Regions from separate parts of the Sus scrofa genome. Here region 1 is linked to region 2. A link is a contact called in public Hi-C data. All regions are on one chromosome and are shown on one strand. The core of a region is the stretch at or near the end of the contact, and the rest is flanking DNA. Distances in the headings are between cores, read along the strand shown. Region 1 has its middle 75 kb from the start of KLF7. Region 2 has its middle 55 kb from the start of CPO.

What was found. A called contact is a pair of places that touch in the nucleus more often than the background predicts.
Region 1: a contact with region 2 is called in a Hi-C map of embryonic fibroblasts, with 2.6 times the contacts expected there. The contact joins two enhancer-like sites. A contact is called at or near these places in 2 of 47 Hi-C or Micro-C datasets (embryonic fibroblasts and fibroblasts).

What each region holds. Positions count from the first base shown.
Region 1 is chr15:110,451,796-110,457,150 of Sscrofa11.1, reverse strand. No RefSeq gene overlaps it. Among named protein-coding and RNA genes, the nearest start is that of KLF7, 75 kb to the right of the region's middle. Within about 2 kb of position 3,635, at least 17 of the 83 cell types and tissues checked have an H3K27ac peak or open chromatin away from gene starts, as enhancers often do. A contact at or near this core is called in embryonic fibroblasts, where this site is marked.
Region 2 is chr15:110,216,997-110,222,453 of Sscrofa11.1, reverse strand. No RefSeq gene overlaps it. Among named protein-coding and RNA genes, the nearest start is that of CPO, 55 kb to the right of the region's middle. Within about 2 kb of position 3,738, at least 11 of the 83 cell types and tissues checked have an H3K27ac peak or open chromatin away from gene starts, as enhancers often do. A contact at or near this core is called in embryonic fibroblasts, where this site is marked.

The DNA of each region.
Region 1 (5,355 bases), core at 2,386-4,885, 230 kb before region 2:
GGCTGCTGACCCTGGAAATGTGGACATAGAGGAATGCAAAACATTAAACAATCAATTTGCAAGCACCTAGAGGATCACAGGCTGCTAGATAATAACCAACAGTTTAGTGATGGGGAGATACTGTCAGAACAATCTAATTTCCTTTTTAGACAGAGGGAGTTTCATCAAGCATTTATTAAGTGTCTGCACACGGCCAGGAGAAGCCTGTCGGAGGTGGAGGGGCTTGTTTTAAGCTGTGAAGCATTGGATTTAATATGTGTCTTGACTTCAGCTAAAATCTGATTTTGTTTCTGTGATAATTTCCTTTCACAAGCCAAACAAATATGAGCTCTTTGGAGTAGAAGGTGTTAGCAGAATACTTACAGGGTTAAGCCCAAAATAATCACTAAAGCCTTTAAAAGTAGGAAAAAAAAAAAAAAAAAAAAAAAAAAAAACCTCATGATTAAAGGTAAAATTATTTTAAAGATGAAAAAGAATGATCCTTTGTTCAGGTCATATGAGGTTAACTTTTTAGTCCTCCGCCTCCTAATACCTGACTGTCCAAAAAACCAGAATTGCACTGGGAATTAGCAGGTAAGTTGCTCTATGTTAGGTTGGAATGGTTTCCAAATGCCTTCCTTTGAGACAGGGTCCACATGAACTACTGGAAGTGTAAATTCTGATATTAATTCACAAATAAACATCCAGGTCAGAGTTGGAGGCAAAAGTAACACCCTTTTGGGGGTTAAAAGGTCACGTGGACGTTCCCAGATATTAGTGTCAGGTATTTTAACTTTGACTTTTAGCAGACAACATTTCAGGTCAAGCTGACACAGACTCCTCCTAGCATCCAGCCATCCAAACCTTGTATGTGTATGAATTGAATACAAAACAGCTGAAAAATTCCACAACAATGAACACTTAGAAAATCTTAAAGGTAGGGTCCTGGGGAGATGAGTCCCTTAAACATAGTTAAGAGTCTGACTTGTCCTAGTTATGGGGATGAGCAGGCCACCAGGAAAGTCCCAACAGCCAATGAGAAGCCCACTTCAGAGAAGTCAGTAGTGGTCCTGGGGAACTGGCCTTAGCAGCACCATCCTACCCTATAAAGACTGAGAAGCAAGATAGGATCTCAAACTTTAGAAAACTCAGCTTGAGGGATGTTAAAGAAAAGCCTTTTATCTGTCCGCAGGGGGGTAAGGTAGGGGCAGCATGGTTACCAGGAGAAGCCAAGTACAGCACTGATGGTAGGAGATCAAATGGGACTAGATGTACTTTCATGCACTCAGTGATTGAGTTCATTTGTGGATGGGTACTGTACCAGGGACTGGGATAGAGTGCCAACAATGTGGACACCACCGTCATCCTTCTGAAGCTTATAGTTTCTAGAGAGTCTGCATCAACTCACTTGATGGGTCATCATATTTCAAGGCCTGTGGAGAGAGGCAGAGTTTGGAAAATAACTGAAGGTAGAAGAACTGGGTTTAAGAGGGGCAGGGGCAGTTGGTGTAAAGTAGTCCCAGCTATCCAGTGGCAGAAGCCAGCAGAGACAGAGAGCTCAGAAAATAACTTTGCAATCCACTCTATGTTCTGAGCTGTGTTTCTGCCCTAAAAAGGGGAAAAGGCCTTTGAATGTTTGCTGATTTCAGAAAGGTTCCTGTCTTCCATATTGGTCAGGAGCATGTAGGGCTATTGACCACCATCTCTTCTTGCCGTTCTACCCACTTGGTTTGTGTGACGCTGTATGTACTTCCTTATTTGCCCTGGTAAAGGCTGTCCTTCTCAGTTTCCTTTGCTGGCTTCTTCTCAATGTTCAACCTGTAAATGTTGGCCTGTCCCAGGTCTCTGTCCTGGGCGCCTCTTTCTTGTAATCACTGACCTCAGGTGACCTCATGCAACCCAAGGCTTTTATCATCTTCCTGCCTGTGACCCCCACCCTACTCCTCCAGTGACGACCCTACCCCAGGACTCCAGGCCCACGTGGCCCTCACATACTTGGCCTCTCCCCTGTTCTAATAGACATCTCAGACTCTGATGCCCAGCCCTCAAGCCTGCCCTCCCCTCCCCCCTTGTATTTCAGCTCATCTAATTACGGAACAAAGATCTGGGCATTACCCTTGATTCCTTTCTCTCCCTTATCTTCCACATCCAGTTCATCCCAAGTCCTGTCACTTCTTCCCTTAAAACATTCTTCTCTTAATCTCCATTACTATAACCCTGGCTCAGGCTGAACGATTGCAGGAGCTTCTTAACTGATTCCCTTCTTCCACTTTTGCCCATTAATAGCCACTCTGTGCCCATCAGCCAAAGGGATTCGTTTAAACATTAGTCAGATTATGTTACTCTCTCTTGATTTAAAAAACGATGATAGCTTGCTTAGTGCATTTAGCATAAAATCTGAATTATTTTTCCTGGTTTGAAAGGCCTACATGCCCTGTTCTTTGCCCCTACCCACCCCTCTTTCCTTTCCCATGGTTTCTAGATATATAGTCTTCTCTCTGTTGCTGAGCCACCCCGTGGTCCAGCCACAGGGTGCACTTGCGCTTCCATCTGCTCAGAGTGCTCTTCTCCTCATATTCACATGGCTCACTCTACATTGTACCTCAGCTCTCAGTCTAAATGTTTCTTCAATGAGACTTCCCTGGCCATAAACCTGAGGTAACCACACAGTTACTCTTTAGTGTATACCCTTTCAAATGGTCTGTATATTGTGTACTAGCCAATATTTGTATTTACTTACTCACTTATTTATTTGTAGTTGATCTTCACCCACTGAAATGCAAACTCTTAAGAAAGCAGGGTCATTGGATCCCCAGAGCTTGGAATGATACCTGAGTTCTATAGTAGTTCATCCACTCTCTGTGGAATGAATATGTTAATGCCTGAAGGGTCGTGTTACTCCACCCTATCATGTGCGCTCCCTCTCCCTCAAATGAATGAGGACATCAGTTGACTATTGCTGTAAGACCAGTCACCTCAAAACTTGGTGACTGAAAACAACAAGCATTTACTGTCACTCACAAGTCTACAGGTCAGCTGGGTGATTGTGCTGACTTGGGCCAAATTTGGTTGATGTTGGTTTGGCTCACTCCTGTCTCAGCTGGTAGGTGGGCTGAGGGCTGCTTGGTCTAGGAAGGGCTCCCTTTCTCTGAAGTCTGGCATTTGTGTGGCTATCAGCAGGGTGACAGTGGACTGGGCTGTGCGTGTCTTTTGTTCAACAATCCCAGGTTCTTCATGGAATCATGGAGTTCAAGAGAGAGAGAGCAGAAGGGCTCAGCACTTCTCGAGGCTGAGGCTTAGAGCTGGCACACCATCACTTGGTCCAAGTGAGTCATAAAGCCAGCCCAGATTAAAGGGTGGGGAAATTAACTCCACTTACTTATGGGAGGAAATGCAAAGTCATGTTGCAAAGGTGTGGCTACAAGGAGAGGGAAAGGACAGGGGCAGGGGGGTGGGGGGAATGAGAAGGGATTTTTGCAATTCTCTACCACATTAACGATGACAGCAGAAGTGGTCACTTCTCATGGCTATACTGCCTTTCGTAGAGGAGAGAATAAGAACCTGAGTGAGGCCCCAAAGTGCCTTTCCATCTGTCCTTGAGTATAGGGCTGGTCGCAAGATCCAGCATGTCCTTGGTCACAGTAGCAGTGAGTCAGGAGTGACAGGAATTGGCCTCTGGGTACCCTGCTGTCCACACAGCTGTGCAGACACATCTGTGACCAGTCGGAGCCTCAGGACCCCCAGTCCTCCTTGATTCTTCTTCACTCTCAGGGGGCCAGCACCTAGTTCCATTTTGCATTCAGGGCAGGGCCTAAGGAGGTGCTATGCCTCTGCGAACCCATCTCAGAATGTGGCAGCATCAGGGGTATTTCCAGTGCCAGACGGCTCCCAAGTTACAGGCATCTGGTGAAAAACAGTGTTAAATCAAAGGGCTCTTTTTTTTTTTTTTTTTTCCTCTCCCATTTCGTTTTTGGAATAGAAGTCAAATGACTCAGAATGAAAAGGCCTTGACATAGGTATCTTAAGGGAACTCCTTAAAAAGTGGGTAAACAGCATGCCTGGCCTTGTCCATGCTTTCTGTGCAAAGTAGTACGTCTTCGTCCTGAGAAATTCAAAGCTAGAGCAAGAAGAGAAAGCATTTGTTCTAACAGATATGTTCATACACTTTTCCAAAAAAAAATGCTCTCCTCAGTATTTAACCGTTTATTCATGGCATCTAGATGAGCCGAAGCTTGCTGTGGGATTACAGACTTTGAAAGCTAACTCTAGGGGGATCAACAACTTGTTTTAGGTCTCTCCCTTAGAGGAAAAAGCTTCTCTAGCCTGGCTCCCAGTCCGACTCTTCTCTCCCCTTCCTGGCTGCCAGTTCAGGTTTAAGTTCTTTCTCTACACTCGGAGGCAAACGACTGTGTTTGACTTGAACATATTGATTTCAGGCAGGTGAGGGTGGATGTAGTGAGTCAGCTTGACAAATATTTAGATCAGTTAAATGTCCTTTGGAATCACTTGAACTGAATGTTTCCTTTCCCCAACCATTTCTCTTGACAATCTATCTCCCCGGCATAAAATATTCAAATTCTTTCTAAATTTTACCTATTAAAAAAATGCTTGTAGGCCATAGCTACATGATATCTCCACTGAGAGCCTTGTTCCTTTCCATTCTCTGAGCAAGTCAGCTCTAAAATGGATTGAAATGGCTCAGAGTTGGACTCAGGTCTCTCTCTGTGCCTACCTAATTGTGGAGCCGACTAGCCTTTGGGGGTGTCTTGCAATCCAGCATAGGAGGGAGAAAACATCAATGACTCTGTTGCACCGTATTTGAAAGTTCTCTTGCTTCCCGCAGACACATTCCTGAAGGCACCCGTCGTGGATGGAGAACTCTGTGGGGTCAGAGTTGGATCTTGCTAGGCTGTTTGGAACTTGTGGGTGAAGCGGCAGGACTCATGACTCACAGCTCTCCAACCCAGGCAGGGGACTTGCCCAGCCTCACCACAGAAGGAAACAGATTGCAAGCTTGGAGGGTCGGGGAGGAAACCAGAGGCATGCCTGGGATGATTAAAAACATGAAAAGATCTCTGTGGTAGGCTTTGCTTGTCATCCTCTCTGGCTGGAGGTGGGCAGAGTCCAATAAAGACAGCATTTGAATGCAGATGCTGAGGCTCACGCTGGATGCACATGCAGAGTAAAGGCTTCCTGTCATCCTTGCTGGAGCAAGGGAAGGCTTTGGATGGCAGAGGTGGCTTTCATGATGGGATGAAGGGTCTGTGTGGACCCAGTGGTTACAGACTGCTTCCTGTTTCTCTGTATAGGGAGAGGACACGTCTCTGTAGCCACAGAGGCTCAGATGCTGGATGGTGCCAACTTACTGGCTTCTGA
Region 2 (5,457 bases), core at 2,489-4,988:
GCTGTCTTTTCCTTAGCCTTTGAACATATTTATAATAGCTACTTTCATGTTTGCATCTGTCTCATCTAGGATATCCAGAGATCTGTTTTTGTTTTTGTTTTTTTTTTTAGTTACTTTTGTTACATGCTATAGTTGCCTTTTCCGACCTCTTTCCATATTTCTTATTTTTGTATTGTGTGATGAACTTTGTGGTTGATTTGTTGTAGGGACCTAAATTATGTCATCTTCTTTTAAAGAATGTTGAGTTTTGGTCTGGGAAAGAATTAAATAATTAGGAGATCTTTTAGGTTCTGTTAGGCTTTGTTCAATTCCTTTCTAAGGAGAGGTCTATTTTGGTTTTAACTTTAATCTTATGGTATGGCCTTAATCTCAGATGATTCTTACTCTAGAAGTGTGGCCTTTCTTGGTTCTCAGCTGAACACCCAATGAGGTTTCCCCACTCTGCATGCACCAGAGCTTTCGTGTTTCTCAGCACTACACAACTTCCTATTTCTCCAGTCTATTCTCAGCCTTGCAGCTTCTCTCTACAAGACTTTCATGAGTCTTGCCCTTGCTAAATCCCAGGCTAGTCTTTAGCCGAGGACGCATGGTGAATTCTACACAGACTTTTGGAGCTCCCTCCTTCCAAGTACCCTAAAACATTCTAAAGACTTCCACAGTCTGGAATTCTGATCTCTATCTTTTCAACTCAGCAAAATTGCCACTCTAGTTGGGCTCCAGTTTTCTACACTCCCAGCAGAAATTCATGGAGGTTCACCTTGTGTGTTTCTCTTATCTTGGGTATCACAATCTTTCACTGCCTATTGTTAATGTTTAAAAACGGATACTTTGGAGTTCCTGTTGTGGCTCAGAGGAAAAGAATCTGACTAGTATCCATGAGGACGCAGGTTCAATCCCTGGCCTTGATCAGTGGGTTAAGGATTTGGCATTGCCCTGAGCTGTGATGTAGCTCACAGATGTGGCTTGGATCTGGTGTTGCTGTGGCTGTGGTGTAGGCCGGTGGCTACAGCTCCCATTCGACCCCTAGCCTGGGAATCTCCATATGCCACAGGTGCAGCCCTAAAAAGACAAAAAATAAAATTAAAAAAAAAACCAGATACTTCATATATGTTGACCATCTTAATACTTGTTTATGGTGGGAGGGCAAATCTGGTACCAATTAATCCATTATAGTTGGGAGCAGAAGTTTGAAAGTTGTTTATAGCCTTAAGTGAAGATTTTATGGAGCTGCCATCGTGGCTTAGTGGTTAACGAATCCGACTAGGAACCATGAGGTTGCAGGTTTGATCTCTGGCCTCGCTCAGTGGGTTAAGGATCTGGTGTTGCCTTGAGCTGTGGTGTAGGTCACAGACGTGGCTTGGATCTGGTGTTGCTGTGGCTCTGGCATAAGTTGGCGGCTACAGCTCCAATTAGACCCCTAGCCTGGGAACCTCCATATGCCAAGGAAGCGGCCCTAGAAAAGACAAAAAGACCAAAAAAAAAAAAAAAAAAAGAAAGAAAGAAAAGATTTTATGACTAACTACAAATGTGTCTGATGGAAACAATGCAGTAGCAACTGAAGTCTTTCTCACTGGCCCCTTCCCTCATACACACACATATACACCCACCATCTGCAGATTCTGAGCTCTGATTACCACTGGGTATTCCAGTGTGGCTAAGCCCTTGTTTCTGATGGCCTTTTAAATATTTTCATTAATTGCCAGTAATGAAAAATTTTAGAAGACTAACATAAAAATCCACTGTTTCTACTTCTTTTTAAAAATGAAGATCTATGGAGTTCCTGTTGTGGTGCAGCGGAAACAAATCCGACTAGGAGCCATGAGGTTGTGGGTTCAATCCCTGGCCTCTCTCAGTGGGTTAAGGATCCGGCGTTGCCGTGAGCTGTGGTGTAGGTTGCAGACGCGGCTCAGATCCCGCGTTGCTGTGGCTGTGGTATAGGCCAGCAGCTACAGCTCCGATTTGACCCCTAGCCTAAACTCCAAATGCTGCAGTGTGGCCCTCAAAAGACCAAAAAATAAAAATAAAAATAAAAATGAAGATCTGGGGTGGCTCAGCGGGTTAAGAATCCAGCGTTGTCACTGCTGTGGCATGGGTTGGACCCCAGGTCAGGGAACTTCCTCATGGTGTGGCCAATAAAGTAAAATAAAATAAAATAGATCTGGAAGCACTAAATGAGCAGAGCAACAATAGCTTGGCACAGAGTCGTGCTTGCCTTCTCTGGAGAGGATATGTGTTTTTGTCTCCAGCCAGTACCATTTCACTCAGTTATGTTGTCTGCCTGATCCCTGTAGCTATTTATATATGTGATCCTGGCATGTGGGCAGATAATCTTACACATAAGTAGCGTGCCCACGATATCCAGTGTGATCCACCCCCATCACTGCCACATTCTCCATGAAATCTTTATTCCATGAATCACCCAGTTTTCCCAAGCTCCTTCTGGGGATGTAAATCTCCCATTAGAGAAAAGAAATAAAGGGACAGGGAGCAGAAGCATGGAGTGACGTTCAATTTGGCCAGTGTACCCTGGTCTTCATGCAGGTGGAAGTTCATCAATAAGCGGTCAGGGGCCAGCCATACTGTCTGCACCCATTCTGATTCCAAGATTAAGATGTGTTTATGCCTTTCAGCCAGCAAACCTCTCTCTTGCTTAAAAGCTTCTCAGATATTACTTTCCTGGAAATTCAATTTGGCCCTGCTCTGAATTTTATACCCATAGTTTTGCTTGAAACTCAAAGAAATGAAAAACCATAATTGTTTTGCTTATGCAATAGGGAAATGGTCTTTGTGTTTTATAATCAAAACATCGTTTTTCTTGAATTTATTGTGTGTATGTGTTTTGAGGGATAATCATATTAACCAACTTGTTTTGGATACTTACTGTGTACTAGGAACTCTGCTAAGCATTTTCTATGAAAGATGAAATTTTATCTTCAACAACAATCTCGTGAGGTAGGAAGGAATGTTCTCTTCTTCCTGCAGATGAGAAAGTGAGGCACAGAGAGGTTTTAAATACCTTGCCTGAGATCAAATGGCAAGTAAGTGGGGATGCTGGAATTTGAAATCTCTGAATTGAAAGTGAAACCTCTGAACCAGGTGCCCACCAGGTTGTGCCCTTTGACCCCCCGTGTGTAGTGGTTACCAGCAAGTGCACCCAAGCCCCTCCTGCAGTGCAGATTCCCCACCCACCACTCTAGCAAGCCCCTGGTTTGCACAATCCAGAGGGGTCTTTCATACCTAGCGTTATATTCAAGTACTCACTGTGCAAAAGGAACCCCTTAAAGTGCATGCCTCTTTTGTGTAGAAGTCAGCAAAACTCCAGAGCGAACCACAAAAGGTCACAATGAAATGTGCAAATCACGTAGGAAGTGAATTCCACCCATCACGCTCCACACTGACTTTACAGCTCATCCCCTTGCATTGACCTCATGGCTCAGAAAGCAGCGGGGACAGAGGGATAAAGAAAACATCTTTTAGCGTTCTCAGGGCCAAAAGGTCTAGAAAGCCTTGGCTGAGGAAACCAGGTAAATCCTGAGGGCAAATCCTGCATTCTTCTCATGCAGAGTCATGAAACGTGATATTGGGAAGGCCCCAGGGAGATATTTCTCTCCAGACCTCTTATTTTACAGACCGGGAAACTGAGGTTCAGAGATGAGGACTGACTCCCTGGCTACTAAGGAACAGTAGAAGCCAGCTCCCTGGCACAGTAGAAGCCAGCACCCAGGCCTTGTGGCTCCCCAGTGTGGTGCTCTCTGCACAGTATCAACAAACAGTGCCTCTGCTCCGCAGGACTGAAGGGTCGGCTCCGAAGGGGACTCGGCTCCATCTTCTGGCTGCAGGAGCAGAGGGAGAGCCCTGTATATGCAAAGAAGGAGCTGGCAGGGGAAGAACAGTGATGATTCAATCAAGAGCCAAAATACCAAGTTATTAAAAATAGAGCTAACTTTTCCCCTTCTATCGCCACCCAGACTTTCATAGACATTTCCAAGCTGTCTCCTGATAGCTGCGAAGTGAAAGGAAACAGAGGATATTGTTTTCTTTTACTGGTTCCTTCTCTGACGATGAGTGCCAAGAAGCAGAGAAATTGCAATGGTGAGGGTCCCAAGGAAGACCCACTGCCAAGTAGCCCCTCACTGTTTCAGTACTTTGACATGGGGCTTGATCTCCTTTACATGTAGTGCAGTGTCCCATTGTCGTAAATGAAGAAAATGGGTTAGCAGAAGTCAAGAGATTTTCCAAAATTCGCATATCTGCCAGGTTCAGAGGCAGGTCCTAGAACCTGTGCATTTCCAGTAGTTCTTTCTGTTAGATGTGAAACCATCAACTAGAACATGATAAACTTTAAGGGAGTCATCAGCCTTTGTGTAGTAGACAGAGCTGGGATATGGTCCAGCCATGGACAGATGTAGGCGCCCTAGTTGCATGACTATGCTCAGCCACTCGACTGCTCTAAGCTTTCATTAGCTCATCTGCAAAGTAACAAAAATAATAGCTGCCTTATGAGACTAATATAAGGATTACGTGGTTATCCTTATATTACGTAAAGTGGTTGTCGTGTGATAAATGTTCAAGATGTGAGAGCATGTTCTGTCCAGTATGCTCTGTCAACACTCAAAATATTCAAGAATAACCAGAACGAAAGATCTATAACGGGTTAAAGTTAAATCAAGAATCAACAGAAAGGAGTTCCCGTCATGGCTCAGTGGTTAACGAACCCAACTAGTATCCATGAGGACTTGAGTCCGATCCCTGGCTTTGCTCAGTGGGTTAAGGATCCAGCATTGCCGTGAGCTGTGCTGTAGGTTGTAGACAGAGCTCAGATCCCACACTGCTGTGGCCGTGGTATAGGCCAGCAGGTATAGCTCCGATTCGACCCCTAGACTGGGAACTTCCATGTGCCGTGCATGTGGCCCTAAAAAGACAAAAAAAGAAAAAAAAAAGAATCAACAGAAATACCAAACCATGACTGCAGTATGACCTCTGATCAGACTTTTCCACGGCACAGATACTTATTCCCCTCCTTTTATGACTTTTCAGATATTCCTCTCAGCATGCGATAAGGCTGAAAATGGTTTTTAATCTTTTCCAAGCCTCCCTGTTTAATTCCTTCCCAGAACTTTGCTTCTCCTAACTTTGATATGCTGATTTAGTGTGTGTATGGGTTTTAAAGAGAGAAGAGTTGAAAATAGTAAAGACCATAGAAGGGCCTTCTCTTGAGGCTATAGACTTTGACACACACTGTGTCGGTCCTGCTCTCAGGTTTTGGAAATGGGAAACACAGTTCCAAATGGTTGAGTTCTATGTGTCAATGACTCATCGAAAACTCTAGTTAAGGATAAGCTCATCTTTCATGGGCTTGTAACCACAGAAAGGACCATAAATAAAACTATTTAGTCAACTGCCAAAACTAATATAAGTTGCAACTAGCTTTTTTTTTTTTTTTTTTTTTTTTTTTGT